Linked DNA regions of Sus scrofa: region 2 is linked to region 1. The links are chromatin contacts, called in public HiChIP or PLAC-seq maps. All regions are on one chromosome and are shown on one strand. The core of a region is the stretch at or near the end of the contact, and the rest is flanking DNA. Distances in the headings are between cores, read along the strand shown. Region 1 holds the start of FLCN (folliculin). Region 2 holds the start of DHRS7B (dehydrogenase/reductase SDR family member 7B).

Region 1 (2,669 bases), core at 76-2,575:
TGTCATTTTCAGGGTGAGTTTTGTTTACTGTGACAGATGTGGGAAATTTTTCTGTTAGAAATTGAAAGGCCACAGACTAGGAGGCCGCAGTCATTTCTTGCACCTTTCCACTAAGGCTTTCAAAAAGCATTTCACAAACTCTGTAAAACTCAGGCGTTGATGACAGAAGTAAACCTAGAACTCCAAATCAGTATATCCCTGTGGGGGTTTTGTTGTTGTTGTTACTGCCCCCCCCCCCGCCCCATTTTAGGGCTGCAGGTGCGGAATACGAGGTTCCCAGGCTAGGGGCCGAATCCAAGCTCTAGCCGGTGGCCTACACCACAGCCACCGAAAAGCCAGATCACAGCCACCTCTGCGACCTACAGGAATCCGAACCCGCGTCCTAATGGCTTTGTTTCTTTCTTTGTTTCCGCTGAGCTGCGATAGGAACTCCTGTGTTACTGTTTGCTTCGGAAATTATTTTTTGACTTATCAGCCAGTATGCTAAGTTCTTGGCTGTCCAATATCAAGAGGAACTGGATTGCTAGGACTAGTTAATAATATAGGGGCAATAACTGGCCTCAAAACTCCATCCCCTGTAGCCCTTAATCTTCTACCACAAGGTGCCCATCTGCGCTTTCCTCGGCTCAGAAGTGACTCCCGTGATTTGTTTTTTTGCCGCGCTTCTGGCACGCGGAAGTTCCTGGGCCGGCAATCGATCCCATAGCTACGGCAGCGAGGCGAACCGCTTCAGTGACAACACCGGATCCTTAATTGCCTGAGCCACCAGGGAACTCTCAGACCCGGTGATTTTACCCTTGGTCTAGGGCGGTCCATTGACACTCCCTCACTCTAGGCCGCCTGGCATAAGGCACTGAAGCCTTTCGGACTGACCACTATACAGTCTGAACAAAAGACGCCCAGGTTTTAGAAGATTATCTCTGGATAACCACAGTTTTTAAAGTTTGGCGCACACGCTTTCCCGTCCCACTTTCCCGGCGGCGCGGGCTTTTTGCGTCACCCGACGGCCTTCTCCCTCGACGTCGCCCTCTGTTTACGTCAGCTGGCGGACGGCCCCATGCTCGCACGCCCCACCGAAGACCGGTTCAATCGGAAATTTAATAAAAACTAATGGTGCAAGCAAAGGGAATTACAGCGCCCTTTATGGAATCGCGACATTCCCTTTTTTGTTTCTTTGGTGTGCACTGGGAATCCTAGGATAGCTATATTTTTCAAGTTTTTTTTAAAAGGTTCTTTAAATTGAAGTACCCCTCTCTCCTGTAATGGTTTCCTCCGACATCCCCCGCCCCTCCGTCTGAGCGGGCGGAACCACTCCGGAATTTTCAGAGGGTTAGCGGGCTGGGGGTAGTGGCGACGGCGTTCTGCTGGACTTCGGAGCCGCCGGGCTCTCCGGGCCTTCCCGGGGTGCGGCTCCGCGCGTTTCCTCCGCGGCCTGGGCGGTGGTACGGCCATCACCCCCTCCGCGAATCGGCCATGATACAGTCCGCGCCCCCACCCGCGGCTTGGGCGGTGGTGTGGCCCACGCCCCCACCGCCTCTGGGACGGGTGGCACGCACCGCACCCCCTCCGCCAGGCGGGCCATGGTACGGCCCGAGCCCCCACTAAACCTCTGGGCGTTGGTACGGCCCGCACCCCCACCCGCGGCCGGGGCAGTGGTACGGCCCGGGCGAGTCACGCGCCTGGGGGCGGGCGCCGTGCAGCCGCGGGGGAGGAGGTGACGGCGCGGCCCCGGACCCCGAGGGCAGCCCCAGGGGCTTCAGGACTCCGCCGGCGTCTGGCGTCGCCCTGGTCTGTCCGGTTAGTTGACCCGCGGGTTCGGGGCAAGGGGAGGGAGCCGGCCGGCGAGGCCGGGCTGAGGGGCGCGTCGGCGTCGCCGCCCCCGCCCGGGGTCCCGCGGGCCCTGGAGGTGAGGGGCCGTCGGGTGTGGCGGGTGCGGTCCGGCGCGCCCGGTCGGGGGAGGCAGGTTCGGCCCGGGGGTGGGTCGCGGCGGCCCCGGGGGGCCGGGGGCCGGGAGGAGTCCCCGCGGGAGGCGATGGGTCGCCAGCCGGGGGACACCGGGCACAATCCGCGGGGGCCGTCGGGGCCGTCGGGGCGGACGTGTCGGGGGCACCAGCCTGTCGGTGGTTGAGTGCCGGTGCCCGCGACGCCGCGTGTGTCCCCTGTGTGTACAGCGAGGCTGCGGGCCGGCAGCCGCCCTGCGCCGGGTCCTCGCAGCGTCGGCCCTCTGCGGCGGCTGCAGTTAACCCCGGGCCTGGGGCGCACCCCGGGAGGGCAGCGTCGTCCCGCGCGCCGGCCCCGGCGGGAGGGCGGGGGTTGAGCTTCTGCGTGGAGTGTGAAGGGGAGGAGGCCGTCGGGCGGGCGGACGTTTCTGCCTTTTGCTCGGATCCTGGAAAGCCCGGGCGCCCGGCGGAGACGGGGGTGGGGTGGGGGGTCCATAGAGAGCTGCCCGCTGTTCCGGCCCCGGCGGCGGTTCCCTCCCCGCGGTGAGGCTTGGCCTGTGCAGCTCAGCTTCGGGCGGCGCCCAGGGGCTTCGGGCGGCGCCCAGGGGCTTCGGTGCCTCCTGGCCGTCGCCCGGCCGGGCCTGGAGACGGGCCTTTTCCCGCTTCCACAGGCGGCGGGCTCGCAGGCTTTGCCCTGGGCTGCCTCACTGCCCTGCGGTGGCTCCTGGG
Region 2 (2,669 bases), core at 79-2,578, 290 kb after region 1:
TCTTTTTAGGGACATACCTGCAGCATAAGGAAATTCCCAGGCTAGGGGCTGAATCGGAGCTGTAGCTGATGGCTTACACCACAGCCACAGCAGTGCCAGATCTGAGCCGCATCTGTGACCTACAACACAGCTCACCACAACGCCGGATCCTTGACCCACTGAGTGAGGCCAGGGATTGAACCCACAACCTCATGGTTTCTAGTCGGGTTTGTTTCTGCTGCACCACAATGGGAACTCCTACTATTGAGTTTTGAGTTCTTTATGTAATTTGGATATGAATCCTTTTTCAGATAAGTGATTTTCAAAGATTTTCTACTACTCTGTAGTTAGTTTTTGCAGCCCACTAACAGGGTCTTTGCACAGCAAATGAGTTGAATTATATCATTTTTATCCACTCTTCCAATCTCTCTTTTTTTTTCTTTTAGTATTGTAATTGTTGTTTTTCTTTTTGGCTGCACCCTTGGCATGTGGAAGTTCCCAGACCAGGGATCAAACCTGCATCATAGCAGTGACCAGTCACAGAAGTGACGACACCAGATGCTTATTAACTCATTAAGCCACAAGGGAACTCCTTAATGTAATTATTAATAAGTTATGGTTTAAGTGTGTCATTTTTTATTTTCTGCTTTCTGTTTTTCAGTTTAGTTTTTCGTACCTTTCTGTTACTTGAACATTTTCGGATTTCATTTTGATTTTTTTTTTTTTGGCTGCATCCACAGCGTGTGGGAGTTCCTGGGCCAGAGATCACACTTGAGCAAGAGCAGCTACCTAAGCCACAGCAGTGACAACGTTGGATCCTTAACTGCTAAGCCTCCAGGAAACTCTTCTAGAGCTTTCTTTAGGTTTGTGTTTTAGGGCTGCACCTCGGGCACATGGAAGTTCCCAGGCTAGGGGCCAATTGGAACTGCAGCTGCCGGCTTAAGGCCACAGCCACAGCAACATGAGATTGGAGCTGCGACTGTGACCTACGCCAAAGCACGACGCCGGACCCTTAACCCCTGAGCGTGGCTTCATGGATACTAGTTGGCTTGTTAACGCACTGAGCCGCAATGGGAACTCCCCACTGACTTTTAATTCACCTTTGTGCCAATATCACAGGCTTTAATTATAGTTTTATATGAAGCAAAGTACATTCTCCATCTTGGTGTCACCTGCACCCCCCACGAGTTCCCCTTCGCGGAACTCCGAGACGACGTTCCCCATTTCTCCCCGGAAGACTGAGGGGCAGCACTGACGTGAGAGGACGCTGCTCAAACCTCAGCGCGCAGCCCTAGCTACCTGCGCCTTACAGGGCGGGGCGTGTGTACTCCCGACGCGCATGCGCACCCCCAGGGCTGGGATTGGACGGAACCGCCTGGCTGGGCGAAGGGAAAATACGTCACGGGCGAGGCGGGACGATGGAGCTGACTCGCCATGGTCTCCGCAGCTACCAGGTAAGGCTGTCGGAGACACCGCCGTGGCCAGCGGCGCGGCGAGTCCGGCTCGAGCGCATCTCGCGTGCTGAGCGTAGAGAAGCGGTGGAGAGGCCGAAGCCCAGAGAGCCTTCCTCGGTGGGCCCAGCTCGGGCCCTTGCTCCGGAGTCCGGCTTGGCGTTTTCTGGTTGGGGAGCTGCTCCTTCGCTGAGCTGTGAGCCTCGGTTTGCGCCGCTGCAAGTGGGTGTAGGCAGGCGGTGGACCCAGTTTCCCCGACTCTCCTCGGTGCGTGTCAGCCCCGCCCCGTGCAGGCTGGCAGCACCTGTCAGGGTTCAGAGTTAGGGAAGCAGGTACTCTCTTTTCGGAAGCAGGGCAGGGGTAGCCACTGTGGATCTCTTACTCCTCCCGCCCTGGCTCTGCCACTTCCCGAGCTGTGCTGCTTGGGCTTGCGTCCTGAACTGTAACTTTGGGAATGATGCGTCCACTCCTGAGGCTGTCGTGACGCGTAATGAGATTGCGCGTGGCGCGTGGACCATACTCAGCTAGCGTGTGGCACAGAATAGGTAGTCAACAAATGGTCCTACCCATAGAGCCTTTCTTCAGTTCCCTTTCCTACAGTGATTTGACAGTTGACTAGCTACTTTTTTGTTTGTTAGCTTTTCAGCCGCGCCGAGGCATGCCAGAAGTTCCCAGGCCCAGGATCCCATCCTGTCACTGCGCCACAGCAGTGACAACCCCGGGTCCTTAAACGCTAGGCCGCCGGGGAACTCCTAGCAGTTTTTATTATTATTTTCTTTTTTTGCCTTTTCTAGGGCCGCTCCCGAGGCATATGGAGGTTCCTAGGCTCAGGGTCGAATCAGAGCTGTAGCCACCAGCCTACACCAGAGCCACAGCAATGCGGGATCCGAGCTGCGTCGGCAACCTACACCACAGCTCACAGCAACCCCAGATCCTTAACCCACTGAGCAAGGCCAGGGATTGAACCCGCAACCTCATGGTTCCTAATCGGATTTGCTAAACACTGAACCACAACGGGAACTCCTGACAATTTATTTTTAAAATAACTTTTGGGCGTCATATACACGTATGTTTCTTGAACATGATACTTCTCAGAGTTCTCTTGTGGTGCAATGGGTTAAGGATGCAGCGTCGTCACTGCAGCAGATTGGGTTGCTGCTGTGGCGCAGTTTCTGTCCCTGGCCTGGGAACTTCGAGCTGCTACATGCATGGCCAATACCCCCCAAAATTTGCTCTTCT

The links. HiChIP or PLAC-seq counts read pairs in DNA pulled down with a chosen protein or histone mark.
Region 2: a contact with region 1 is called in an H3K27ac HiChIP or PLAC-seq map of alveolar macrophages. The contact joins the promoter of DHRS7B here to the promoter of FLCN in region 1. A contact is called at or near these places in 1 of 5 promoter capture datasets (liver) and 1 of 2 datasets of contacts at active chromatin or transcription factors (alveolar macrophages).

What each region holds. Positions count from the first base shown.
Region 1 is chr12:61,027,861-61,030,529 of Sscrofa11.1, forward strand. FLCN (folliculin) reads left to right here and starts at 1,326. Exons shown (of 11, transcript XR_002337421.1): 1 at 1,326-1,797.
Region 2 is chr12:61,319,337-61,322,005 of Sscrofa11.1, forward strand. It overlaps DHRS7B (dehydrogenase/reductase SDR family member 7B), which reads left to right and starts at 1,329. Exons shown (of 7, transcript XM_021068046.1): 1 at 1,329-1,433. The coding sequence starts at 1,414.